Regions from separate parts of the Gossypium hirsutum genome. Here all the other regions are linked to region 2. A link is a contact called in public Hi-C data. All regions are on one chromosome and are shown on one strand. Each heading gives the region's core, a stretch centred on a gene start, on an enhancer-like site or on the middle of the called end of the contact. The rest is flanking DNA. Distances are from core to core; before and after follow the strand shown. Region 1 holds the start of LOC107897523 (calcium uniporter protein 2, mitochondrial). Region 2 has its middle 4.1 kb from the start of LOC107897621. Region 3 holds the start of LOC107900635.

The links. A called contact is a pair of places that touch in the nucleus more often than the background predicts.
Region 1: a contact with region 2 is called in a Hi-C map of callus, with 7 times the contacts expected there. The contact joins the promoter of LOC107897523 here to the enhancer-like site in region 2. A contact is called at or near these places in 2 of 34 Hi-C or Micro-C datasets (callus and leaf).
Region 3: a Hi-C map of leaf shows a contact between it and region 2, with 2.1 times the contacts expected there. The contact joins the promoter of LOC107900635 here to the enhancer-like site in region 2. A contact is called at or near these places in 2 of 34 Hi-C or Micro-C datasets (both in leaf).

The regions. Positions count from the first base shown.
Region 1 is chrA10:18,931,987-18,935,868 of Gossypium_hirsutum_v2.1, reverse strand. It overlaps LOC107897523 (calcium uniporter protein 2, mitochondrial), which reads left to right and starts at 2,440. Exons shown (of 2, transcript XM_016823006.2): 1 at 2,440-3,457. The coding sequence starts at 2,885.
Region 2 is chrA10:19,620,782-19,624,883 of Gossypium_hirsutum_v2.1, reverse strand. No RefSeq gene overlaps it. Among protein-coding and RNA genes, the nearest start is that of LOC107897621, 4.1 kb to the right of the region's middle. Within about 2 kb of position 2,318, at least 9 of the 9 cell types and tissues checked have an H3K27ac peak or open chromatin away from gene starts, as enhancers often do. A contact at or near this core is called in leaf, where this site is marked.
Region 3 is chrA10:19,093,219-19,096,844 of Gossypium_hirsutum_v2.1, reverse strand. LOC107900635 reads left to right here and starts at 1,551. Exons shown (of 2, transcript XM_041078948.1): 1 at 1,551-2,021; 2 at 3,385-3,626. The coding sequence starts at 1,912. The coding sequence ends at 3,589.

The sequences.
Region 1 (3,882 bases), core at 1,191-3,690, 690 kb after region 2:
ACATGAAATAGTAAAAGAAATATATAACAAATAACATAAAGATATATATATATGAAATAACATAAAAATATATGAATAGTATGATATTTACAAATATATACATATTATAACTTTTTTTCTAGAATAATATAATTAAATATACGAAAATAATACTATATACACAAAAATGTATATATACACAAATGGTGAAATATATGTACTAATATTAATAATAAGTATAATCGGAATAAAAATAAAAATAATAATATATACTCAATATGGTATTAAAAATATGTATATATATAATAGTATTTCGGAGTATGTACATGAGACAATATAAAATATATACATGAAAATATACAAGAAATATACAACTAATAACATTAAAAATATATACATAATATAAATATAACATATACAATATACACATATGATAAAAAACTATTAATACGTACATGTATATCTATATACACATTAAGTGAAAATGCTAATGCTAACAATATTAATAATAAATATATATGCATATAATAGTAAGAAACGAAACATAAAGAAAACATATATATGTAGCTAAATATAATATAATAGTAACAATATATAAAAATAATAGTGATAACAATATTATATATATAACATGATTAATATTTAAAGCTGAATTAAATAGAAAAATAATATGAAATTCAAGGTAAATACGAAAAATAAATGAAAAAGGACTGAAATTGGATTAAAATCAAAGCTTTGGGGCGAATTTTAAAAAAATATAAAGGGGAAAGGATCTATTAGAACGCGCATAAAACTATGGGGGACCAAAAGAGCAATTTTCCAAAACCCTTAAAACAATGCGCATCAGGGAGGATCAATTCGAGAATCATAACAAACTTCGGGGCCAATTTATAAATAAATATAAACCTGATTTAAAACACCAAAAATGTGGAAGAACCGATTGCGCAAATAGCCCCTAAGAACAAAAACACGCGATCGTAGGCGGGTATGGGTCGGGTCGGTCTGACCCAGGGCGAAACGGCGTCGTTTTATGTCCTGGGGTTTAATGCCAAAACGGCACCGTTCTATAAATAGTATAAAAGTCAAAATTTTTCTAAAATTTCATTTCAGCTTTGTTTTTTAAAAAAAAAAAAGGGAAAGGGTTTAGTGCTCTGGCATGGATGATTTCCGGCTATCGGACCACCGTCCGTCCGTTGCCGGCGACCACCATATACGGCGGCCGGAATCGCAAAATCGGCCCTTTTTTACCCTTTGGTTCCCCTTACCTTAGATCTGTAGTTAAAATGTTCAAAAACCTCAACAAAGCCAACTGAAATCAGGAGAAAACCTTTCGGTTCTACTCTCTGATCGCCCCAAACGAGGTAAGGTTCGATATCTTTTATTTATTTATTTAAGGATAATAGAAATAAAGAGGAAAAAGAACAAAGAAATCACCTTTCTGTTGTTAGATTGCTTCTCAATATAGATTTGTGTTTGTATTGTTTGGTTTTTCTTGAATATTCGAAAAAAAAGAACCCCGTTACAAACGTTTTCATTCGGCTTTATAGCCTCTTTTGTCACACTGTCTGCTTTCTTTTTGTTGCTGTTGCGTGTCTTTCTTGTCTTGCAGGTGGAGCAGGTGGCGGATGTGGCAGACGGCATGGGTGTTGCGGCGCTGAGGTGACTTTGTCGATGGGGGTAGGTGGCTAGGGTTTCAATGGGTATTGGGTTGTAAGGGGTTTGGGCTTCTGTTGGGTTAGTTTAGTGGGTATGGGTTAGTGTTGGGCTGAGGGTAGGTTTGGGTAGTGGGTTTGGGTTTTGTTGTAATGTATTTGGGTTTATGATTGGGCCTCTCGGTTTAGATGGGTATTTGGGGTTTAGTAATTAGGTTGTTGTGGGTTTGATAGGTTAAGGTTTGAGTGGTGGGTCTGATTGTAAATGGGGTTTAAATATTGGGCTGAATGGGTAGTTAGGTTTAATTGTAATGGGTATAGTGGGTCAAAATTGGCTTGTAACAAAAACGATACAAAATTTACCCTCTACCATTTAGATCGTATTTTTGCACCAAAAAATACTAGTGTAGCCCATCTCTCTCCCTCCACTCATAAAAGATATTTTTTTTATATTGATGTTGCTTATCTCTCTCCCTTCACCCTTAAAAAATTATCTTTTAAAATAAAATACATTATTTTATAATGATATTTCATTTATTGTGTTAAAAAAACATGAGTGTCGTCCATCTCTCTCCTCTCACCCATTAAAATTATTTCAAACATCCTATTTTAATAAATAACAATATTAACATACCATTTCAGTGTTTAATTTTTCCATTAAAAAAACCTTATCTAAAAATCTCTTTATGAGTACAACAGTGACTTTAATTAACAATATTGGAAGTAATTATTTAAAAGAAGCAGTCAATCATTAATTTAAAACTGTTTCCTATTATATTTTTAAATCATATGTGGCATTTGCGTGAAAACATAACAGTCTTCAGTTTCACTTCTGTGTTTGGCTGTTAGCTGCCCTGTCAAAAACACAGAAAATTTCCTATGTAAGCCACCCTGTTCTATTTACCATGAGTCCCTCACCTACAACCATATAGATCAATATTTTATACCGGCTTTATGCAAGTCAGAGGCGCCAACGCTAAATTTTTCATATGATACGACGGCGTTCGGAAGTTCAAGCTTAGCCATCCACGTGTAGGGTGATTAAGTCGCTCTCTTCGATATTTCCCATCTTCATTTACCTATTTTTCTTCTCATCTTTTTTGTTCATATTCTTCCATTGTTGGACACTATAAAATGGCCAACTCTCCGTTTCATTGTGCCAAACGGGCAAAGGTTTTAAATCTTCTCCACTCTGAAAAAAGAAAAAGGTTTATTTATTATTTTATTTTATTTTATTTTATTTTAATTTCATCATGTTCAAGAAAACCTTGGTGGAGAAGCTTTTTAATATTTCGAAAATGTCTTCACAAGCTCTTACTAGATGCCGCACTTCTTCGTCAACGGCTCACAATCGAGTTCTGCAAAATGTAACCAACATGGTGCCGGATCAAGGAGACTTTAAAGCTAACGTTAACAGCAATGGAATGTGCCGTCGGTTTCTTCATGAAGGAGCTATGCTTTCACCGGCAATGAGGAAGCTACCGATGAGAGAGAATTTAATGGAGACGTTAAGGGGAATTGGCACGTCAAAAGACCGGATCCGACTGGAGGGGTTGAGCCCGCATTTGGAGGAGAAAACGACGGTGCATGAGGTGGCGGCACTGTCGGATCAGGAAGCGGAGAAGTTGCTAAGGGTGGCGCTGTTGGAGGTGATGAAAACGAGGCTGAGAGAGACCGGGAAAAACTGGATTCCCTATTCAAACTTCATTCGGATTTGTGAAGAATGTTTTTCGGATCCGAAACTAGGATTGGAGTCCGCCAAATTACTTGACGAGTCAGGGGGCGTCATCGTCTTAGGAAACCTCGTCTTTTTGCGACCCGAACAGGTAGCTGTACAACTTTTTCGCAATTAATTATCTCTTTATATTCCATTTTATTTGTGATTTTGCTTAAAGATTATACCATTACAATTGCCCGGGGGGGGGGGGGAGGGGGAGAAAATGATAGTTTCCGAATTTCAATTTCATAGATTTTTTTGCTTGAGGAGCAGCTGTCGAGAACTGATACTGTTTTGTGTGCGTGTGCATGTGTTTTGTCTTTTGTATTTCTGGACCGGATTTTTACCCAATATAGAGCACAATTTTCAGTTTTCAACACTTCTAGTGGACCCTGGGTTCCTGGGATAGAGATGTTTCTCACCCACTGCCTGTATCCATACCATTATTTATTAAAAATAATTAGTGAAAGAGTAAATTATGCATAAGGTTTACTATGTTGAGTTTTAATTTATAGGTGTTAATATAAGAAGATT
Region 2 (4,102 bases), core at 1,069-3,568:
ACCCTCAAAACTACGATCAATTTCGATTTCTAAAAGCCCATACACTTGAAAGTTACAAAAGGATGTTCGCTTATTTAGTCCAACAAAAAAAACACGAAACCCAGTACAGTAGGGCACGATTTCTTGAATTTCCAAACATTAAACATTGCCTTATTTTAGAATTTAGAAAATGCGAATGAAATTTCAAAGGAATATTTGATTATTTTGGACAAACGAAAAATCAAAACCCAGCACGATAGGGCACGATTCCTCGAGTTCCCAAACATCAATCATTACCTTTGTTTTAGTAAATTTTCAAATAAACAATGATAGAACTAGCTCACAACGCATTAATTTAACTTGAAATAGAATGGAATAAATAATTTTAAAACAAAAAGTCGCAAATTACAAAGTAACATTTGTAAACAAAAAAGTAAAATTATAAACATGGGGCAATATGCACAAATAAAGTACTATACTTGGCGAAGAATAATAGTATAAACATAAAAAATAAATTAATAAACACATCATGGCAATGAGTTCATATCTTTTTTAAAACATTAATAAGAAACTAAAATATAATTCACCAAAGAACATATTAGAAGGAAATGCAACAAATTTTCAAATATAGATGAATAAAAATTAAAATGATAATACAAATGAAGAGTAAACAATACAGCAGTCATGTGTGAAATGAAATGAAAACTAAAAAACAATACATAATATACAAAACAATACGGATACTAGGAGTCAATATAATGTGCAACAATTCAAAAACCATTAATAATAAAAATTTTAAAAATGATTTATTCATGCTAGGGTTTGAAATAATTGACATGTATAAAATAAAACTAATAATATATAAAGGATTACTAAAAAGATATTATAAAGGAAGAAATTTGAATCAACAACATATCCAAATATTTTTTTTTAAATGATACATCTATTTAAGATTGACAATGTACATATGGTAGAAGATAATTTAAATAATATGTAAAATATGAAAGGTTCTAAAAATATATATATAATAAGATATATTCTTGAGATATGAGTTATATACATATTGGGTTTAAAAGGAATTATGTATGTAAAGTAACATAGAATTAATAATATATAGAATAAAAACTAATTTTTTCATGAATTATATATGCATAATAATATATATATGAATATTTAAATGAGGTATTATACAAAAAAAATTTAAAACAATATGATAAAGAAACTTTAAAATAAAGATTTTATATGAAAAAAAGGGGGTAAAATTACCATGATGACTCAAAAAAAGTATGTATATACATGTAAAAAAAAAGGTATTAAGTTAATAAATAAAAATAATAATAAATTATACAAATCAAAAGGACTCAATTAAAATAAAATTAAACTAAAAAGGATACTTGATAAATAAAATAAACTACTAAAATTAAAAGAAGAACTAAAGCGCAATGCACGCAAACGTGCGGGGATCAAAACTGGCAATATACCAGATCCCAAAACACTGCGTTTAGGCGCGGATTAAATTGCGATAACGCGCAAATCTCTAGAAAAAATTAAAAAAACAAAGAAGATGCACAGAGGGCCCAATCAGACACCAACGAGAAATAGAGGGACCTAACGCGCAAATAACCCTCAAAGACCAAAGCGCGGATCCTATCCAGGCACGGGTCGGGTGATCGGGTTATGGCTCTTGAAACGGTGCCGTTTTGTAGCCATTGAGATTGGCTTAAAACGTCGTCGCTTTATACCCTTTAAAAGGCAAAAACAAAACCCTAGTGAAACACAGCCACCATTTCTTTCCCTTTCTAAAGAAATCAGAGTAAAAAGAACCCTAAAAGCCATTACCACCATTCGGCTAATCCCAAAACTTGAGCAAATCAATTGCCACCACTACGATTCGATGGAGATCAACATGCGCGCACTTCGATTAGAGTCTTAACTCAAGACCTATCAATTTCAGCCCTTAGAAATCTCATCCCAAACTTCGATTTCGGTGAAGGAGACAAGAATTTCGATGGCCTATTTACGACGATAAACGTTCTTTTATTTTCTTATATTCGAGCCACATGCAAAATCAAAAGAAAGAAACACACATAAAAAAAAGGATCGAGAATAACCTTTCCAATAATTTTAATTCGATTTTGTTGTATTCAATATGTATATTTTAGTGTGCGTCCCATACAATTGAAAAAGAAGATGGCTTTATAGCCGAATGAGAAAAATAAAGAAAAATACAATATTTTCTTGTCTCCTTTTTTCTTTTTTGCTGTTGTGCTGTGCTGTTTTTGTCTTCATGCAGATGGGGGAGGACGTAGAGGCACGAGCGGCGCTGGGGAGTACGGAGGTCGTGCATGGGAGCGTACGGAGGCTAGAGGCTACGGCGCTAAGGTGGAAACCCTAGGGTTTCTGTGGATAATCTGGTCTTGGGCCGCTTGGGCCCGATTTGTTTTATTTGGGTATTGGGTTATGGGTTTGTTTGGGCTTAGAATTGGGTTTTTTGGGTATTGGGCCATTGTAATTGTTTTGGGCTGTTTTGTAATATTTGGACTGATGGCCTTTTGATTTGGATTTTAATATTTTTGTTTTGTTTCGGGATTGATTTTTGGTTGTTGGGCTCGGGCAGATTTGGGTACTTACAATGGGTATGAACTAATTCCTATTGTAGTTGATTAATTGAAATGTCAATTATTTAATATAAGGTTTAGAAACTAAATTGTAAGAATATGGACTAAATCGAATAAACTTAGAAACCTAGAATTGATGAATCTAGGGGAACAATTAGATAAGTGAGACCGAGAGGATATCTTATTGAGCATGAATTCGACTATCCCTATCTAGCTTAGTAAGATTGAGAGATAAATAAGACTATATCATCTAATTAGGTAAATTGAACCAATTAAAATTGACTAATTTAGAACCCTAACTTGAGAATTAATTATTGAAGATATTAATCAACTGCTATATTTTCTTCGATAATTATTCTGACTTTAGTATTTTTTCGCTTTAGTCCTTTAAATTATATTTTAGTTTAATTCAATTTTTTTATCGTTTTTTGTATAATTTATTCTAGCCATTAGCTAGTTAGCCTCCTTAATCACATGCTTTTATCTTTATTAATCCATCATATCACTCAATCTTCTTTAGGTTTGATCCTTGGAATACTCTAAGTATCGTATTGTACACTTATTACACCTGACTTGTCACACTTGCAGAACATTGTACTTCATGTTTATTTATTTGCAATTTTCTCTACTCGGCGTATGTATGCCTTGGCTCAATCAAATACAATAACTGATTCACACTTTATTACTCCCCAAGTATAGAGATCTCACATTTGTACCTAAAGACTAGAATGCTCACCTCTAAATCCTCCCTCTGAGAACTTGGGCAGTAAACACTTCAATGTTTACAATATAGTTTGCACTCTCTCATAAAAACAGATCCTCGATGAATAGATTCAAGTGCTCTCAATAAGCTCTCATACATTAACCTAGACAAGCCTCAAAACATATATCAATTTTGAAACACAAACTAATAAAGTTTGTATTTTCTCACAAAAATAGTTCCTCAATGAATAGAAATTATTGTATTGATGCGAAAGCATAATAAACTAATAAAGGTACTAACCTCTAGTCATAGCCAATGTTGAAATACAAACTACGTTGTGAAATTATCAATCTCTCATGATGGAAAACAATGTCTATTCTTTAATCACCTGAATTAGGGGCTTATTTATAAACTTCCTTCCATCAAAGAAATTTGTCCAATGTAATTACCATGTAGATAAGTAAAACTACTAAAGACCTTTATCAAAAATGATTTAATTATTATGTACACCGACATGCTCCTCAGTGTCCGCGATCCTTTTAGACTCTCTTTTGGTCTTGGTTTCCCTTCGGTAGCAGATTTGAAAGTCAAGAGTATGACAGTTTTATCGGGACCGGAGTTCTTGTATTTTCTCCCCATTTTAGCCCTTGTTTTGCTAGACTTTTGGACCTTTGTACCCTTTCTAATGAATTTGTTCTTTCCTCGAACGAAAAAAGTGATTTAACATCGCTCAATGTTCAAGGCATTTACAAAAGAGATTAAACACCACTTAAACTTATATAAAATTAAATAGTTTGATAAA
Region 3 (3,626 bases), core at 302-2,801, 530 kb after region 2:
AGTTGAAAGACACTATGGCATCATGTCAAAGATAAATAAGACCATGGATGGGAGATGATATGACATCTGTTGAACAATTGATATTCAGATAATATGTATCAGATGACGAATGATTATATGAAATGGTTGTATGAAATGTTTACAAGAACTGATCATGTGGAAATATATGTACAAAATAGTTGTATGAAATAATTATGAAGATAGATAAACGAAATAAGTATAAGTACATGGAATATAATTTATGTTAAGTTTGATATAAACTATTACCGGAATAAATATACATAAAATATATGGAAATGATGGAGCATGAAATATTGATATAATAAAATGAATGATATATACTTATGAAGAAACGGTAAGAGAATGATATGTTTTATGACATGTATATATATGATTATCTTTGATATGTTGATACAAGGAAATTATGTAAGTAAAGACAATTATTAAACTCAAGTGTGACATGTCGAGAAAATAAGTATATCAATGTTGAATTTATATGATATATGTACTAGTATACTAACAATGTTGTTGTTTGATGCTTAGACAAGTGCCAAGCTATTGATTGAATGGTAATATATTTATTTATATGATGCATTGAATCGGTAAGTATTTAATTAAAATTTTTTTAAGTGATCTACAAATTCTAGTAATGCTTCGAAACCCTGTTTCGACGGTGGATATGGGTTAGGGGTGTTACATATGGCCTAACACACGACCTGCGACATGGCCGTGTGTTGCAAGTTAGAGAGTTACACGGTCTGACACACGGCCTGTGATACGGCCATGTGACTCAACTCAGTGAGTTACACAGGTAGAGATACGGGCTGGGACATGACCGTGTGTCCCTTTATTCAATTTTTACAAGGATGTGTGACCCCTGTTTTCAAAATTTTTAACTTTTTCTCAAATTTTTTGTTTTGTTTCAAATTAGTCCTGAATTGCTTCTAAGCTATTTTTAGGGCCTTGAAGGCTCGATTAAGGGACAAAATGCATATGATTGATTGATTTTTAATTAAGATTAATTTATTTAATAATATGATGCTAAATGTTTTTCAATTTTTTGGTAATACTCTATAACACTAATCAGGTGACGGAGACAGGTTAGGGATTTTACAAATGCTGAATAAATTTAAGATCAAAAATCAAAATTCATACTAAGATTAGTTTTTCACCTTCCTTGAAAAGATAAAAATAAAATAAATCAATCGACCAAAAATATATATATATTTATAAAAGAACTTGTTGCAAATCTCTGTATATAAATTTGATATCATATAGATAAACAGATTTTTATAAAACTTTTGACGCATAAATTATAAAATTCTCATGGTGGTCGAATTACTAAAGATATTAAAGTCATTGAATGTCATAGATTTGATTTTTTTTTCTTTTCTTTTCTGACGATAATAATATTCATAAATTTTTTGATGTAAACTAGTTGTGGTGCGAGTTCAATTCCTAATAAATACATGTAAAAGAAAAAGCAAATAATATTTTTCCAAAATCATAATTCATAACAAAATTATATTTATAAATATGGAAAGGGCTAGTAGTAATGCAAAAACGACCGAGTTGAAAAAGACCAATCAGTTTGGGCACCCGGTGGCTCCATTGTGGATGTATTGTAGTCGGAATCAGGAGGTGCGGATCCTCTCGAACCCGAATCAGTGAAAAATCAGTTACTCTTCCGCACCCGAAATGAGCCAAAATTCACTGTAAACAAAAGCCAACCTAAAAGTTCACTACTTGCTTCCTGCGTTTGATTCATTTAATCATACACTCCGATCGCAACTAAACTCTTCCAATTCAAATTCCGCCAAAAATCAACACAATTCGAGCTTTTACTGTCCTAAATTCATTAGCAGAGAGCCCAAAGAGAGATCGGAGTAGAAAGACATCCAGTTTTGCGACATGATAACTCGGTCTAAACTCGTAGAGCAACTCAGAGATTACCAGATCCGATCTCAAAACACGTACCCTCGTCTTATCTTTTTCTCTCCCAAACCCCATATCGCTTCCCGGTACGTTTGCTTTTTATCTTCTTTTTCATTGTTGTTTGTTTATTTACTTTGTTTTTAGAAAAAAGTATATTTTAACGTGTCAATTTTGCATTTTTTATTGTATGATTTTTACATGATTGCTTGTTTGATTGATTTGCAATCAGTATGATTGATTTTTTTTTCTTATTTTTGTCTTGATAAGAAGATTAATTTGATGAAAACTATTTGCCTTTTCTGTAATGTTCGAGAATAATTGAATTTTTAATATTAGGAATTTGGTATTGTTCCAACTTCCATGATCATTTTACTGGTTAGTGGCTAATATTAAGTTGAAGAGATGATAAATTGGATAGGATTAAGATGTTCTTCAAATGCATTGTTCTCGCTTTTAGCTTGAACCAGACTATTGAATCCTGTTCAAAGTTTACGGTTTTATTTCAAGAATGGTATTTGAAGTGGATGTACTGAACTGGTGGAAGTAAGATCATATTTTAGCCACCGCTGAAATTGTAATGGTTAAGTCGTAAAGTGACCAAAGAACGACTTTTAAGTTAAATACCTTGATGTTTTTGGGAGAGATTTAACTTTGGGAATTTAGGCTTGTCAAGTTAGGTTGACTAAGAATTTCCTCAAATACTGAAATAAACTATCCAGAGTTACTGTTTTGTGAAGTAGTAAGATGATCAATGCATATATTTTCTTCAAGCTTTTAACTTTGTTAAAGAATCATTGGTTTGTCACTTTCCGTTGATGGATTCCATATTGAAGACTCAAAGAGTATTGGGTCATTTCTTGTTATCGTGTTTTTAGCTTCTGAATCAGAGTCAAAATAGTAAGGTCAATGATAGTTCTAGTGTTGGAGATGGAAGATTGTTATCTTTGTTAAGCATATTGGTTTTTTGGCTGGTAATAAGAGTTTGTATTCATTGATAAGAGATATATCTTGATAAGGAATGACTATAGCGATTTGTTAATTCTAGATGTAGGGAAACAATTAGTTTGATGACTGTCGAAGCAGAGGTTCATAATTGAGATGGCTAAGACTTAGATTTCTGTTGAAACACAGATCTTTCTTGATGATTTCTATAGTGTTTTTCAGTATTAGGCTACTGATCCATCTTTCAATGTGCCAAAACATACAATTCATTCTTAATCTTTCCCATTCTCAGGTTTCGTCATAGATATAAAAGCATTGTGGCCTATACTCTGAGAAATATTCATTCTACTCGTCCCTATAAAAAATACTTGTTCATTTTATTCACAGAAAATTTCCTTATGTGAACTTTGTAACATATTATGTCTCCTTCTAGCATTTCTCTGGCATGCTTTGGTTGTAAATTAAACTTCTACATGTTCTTGACAAGATTCTGTTCACTTCATGCAGGGCTGATGTAGCTGTGGCTACTTTTTGGGCCTTCACATTTAGTGTGTTAGTCATACTATCCTACTTGTCCCTTTATTTTAGTAACTACTGGCTTTCATGTATCCCAATATGCCTTGGTATTTTCCTTCCCATACGCTTGAGAGGTTGTAGGCAGGCTGTGGTCAAGAAGAGAGAGAGAAAGTTTCTATTACCCTTGTCCATGTGATCCGTTTTAAGCGCTAAAAGTAGTTTGATTCATTATT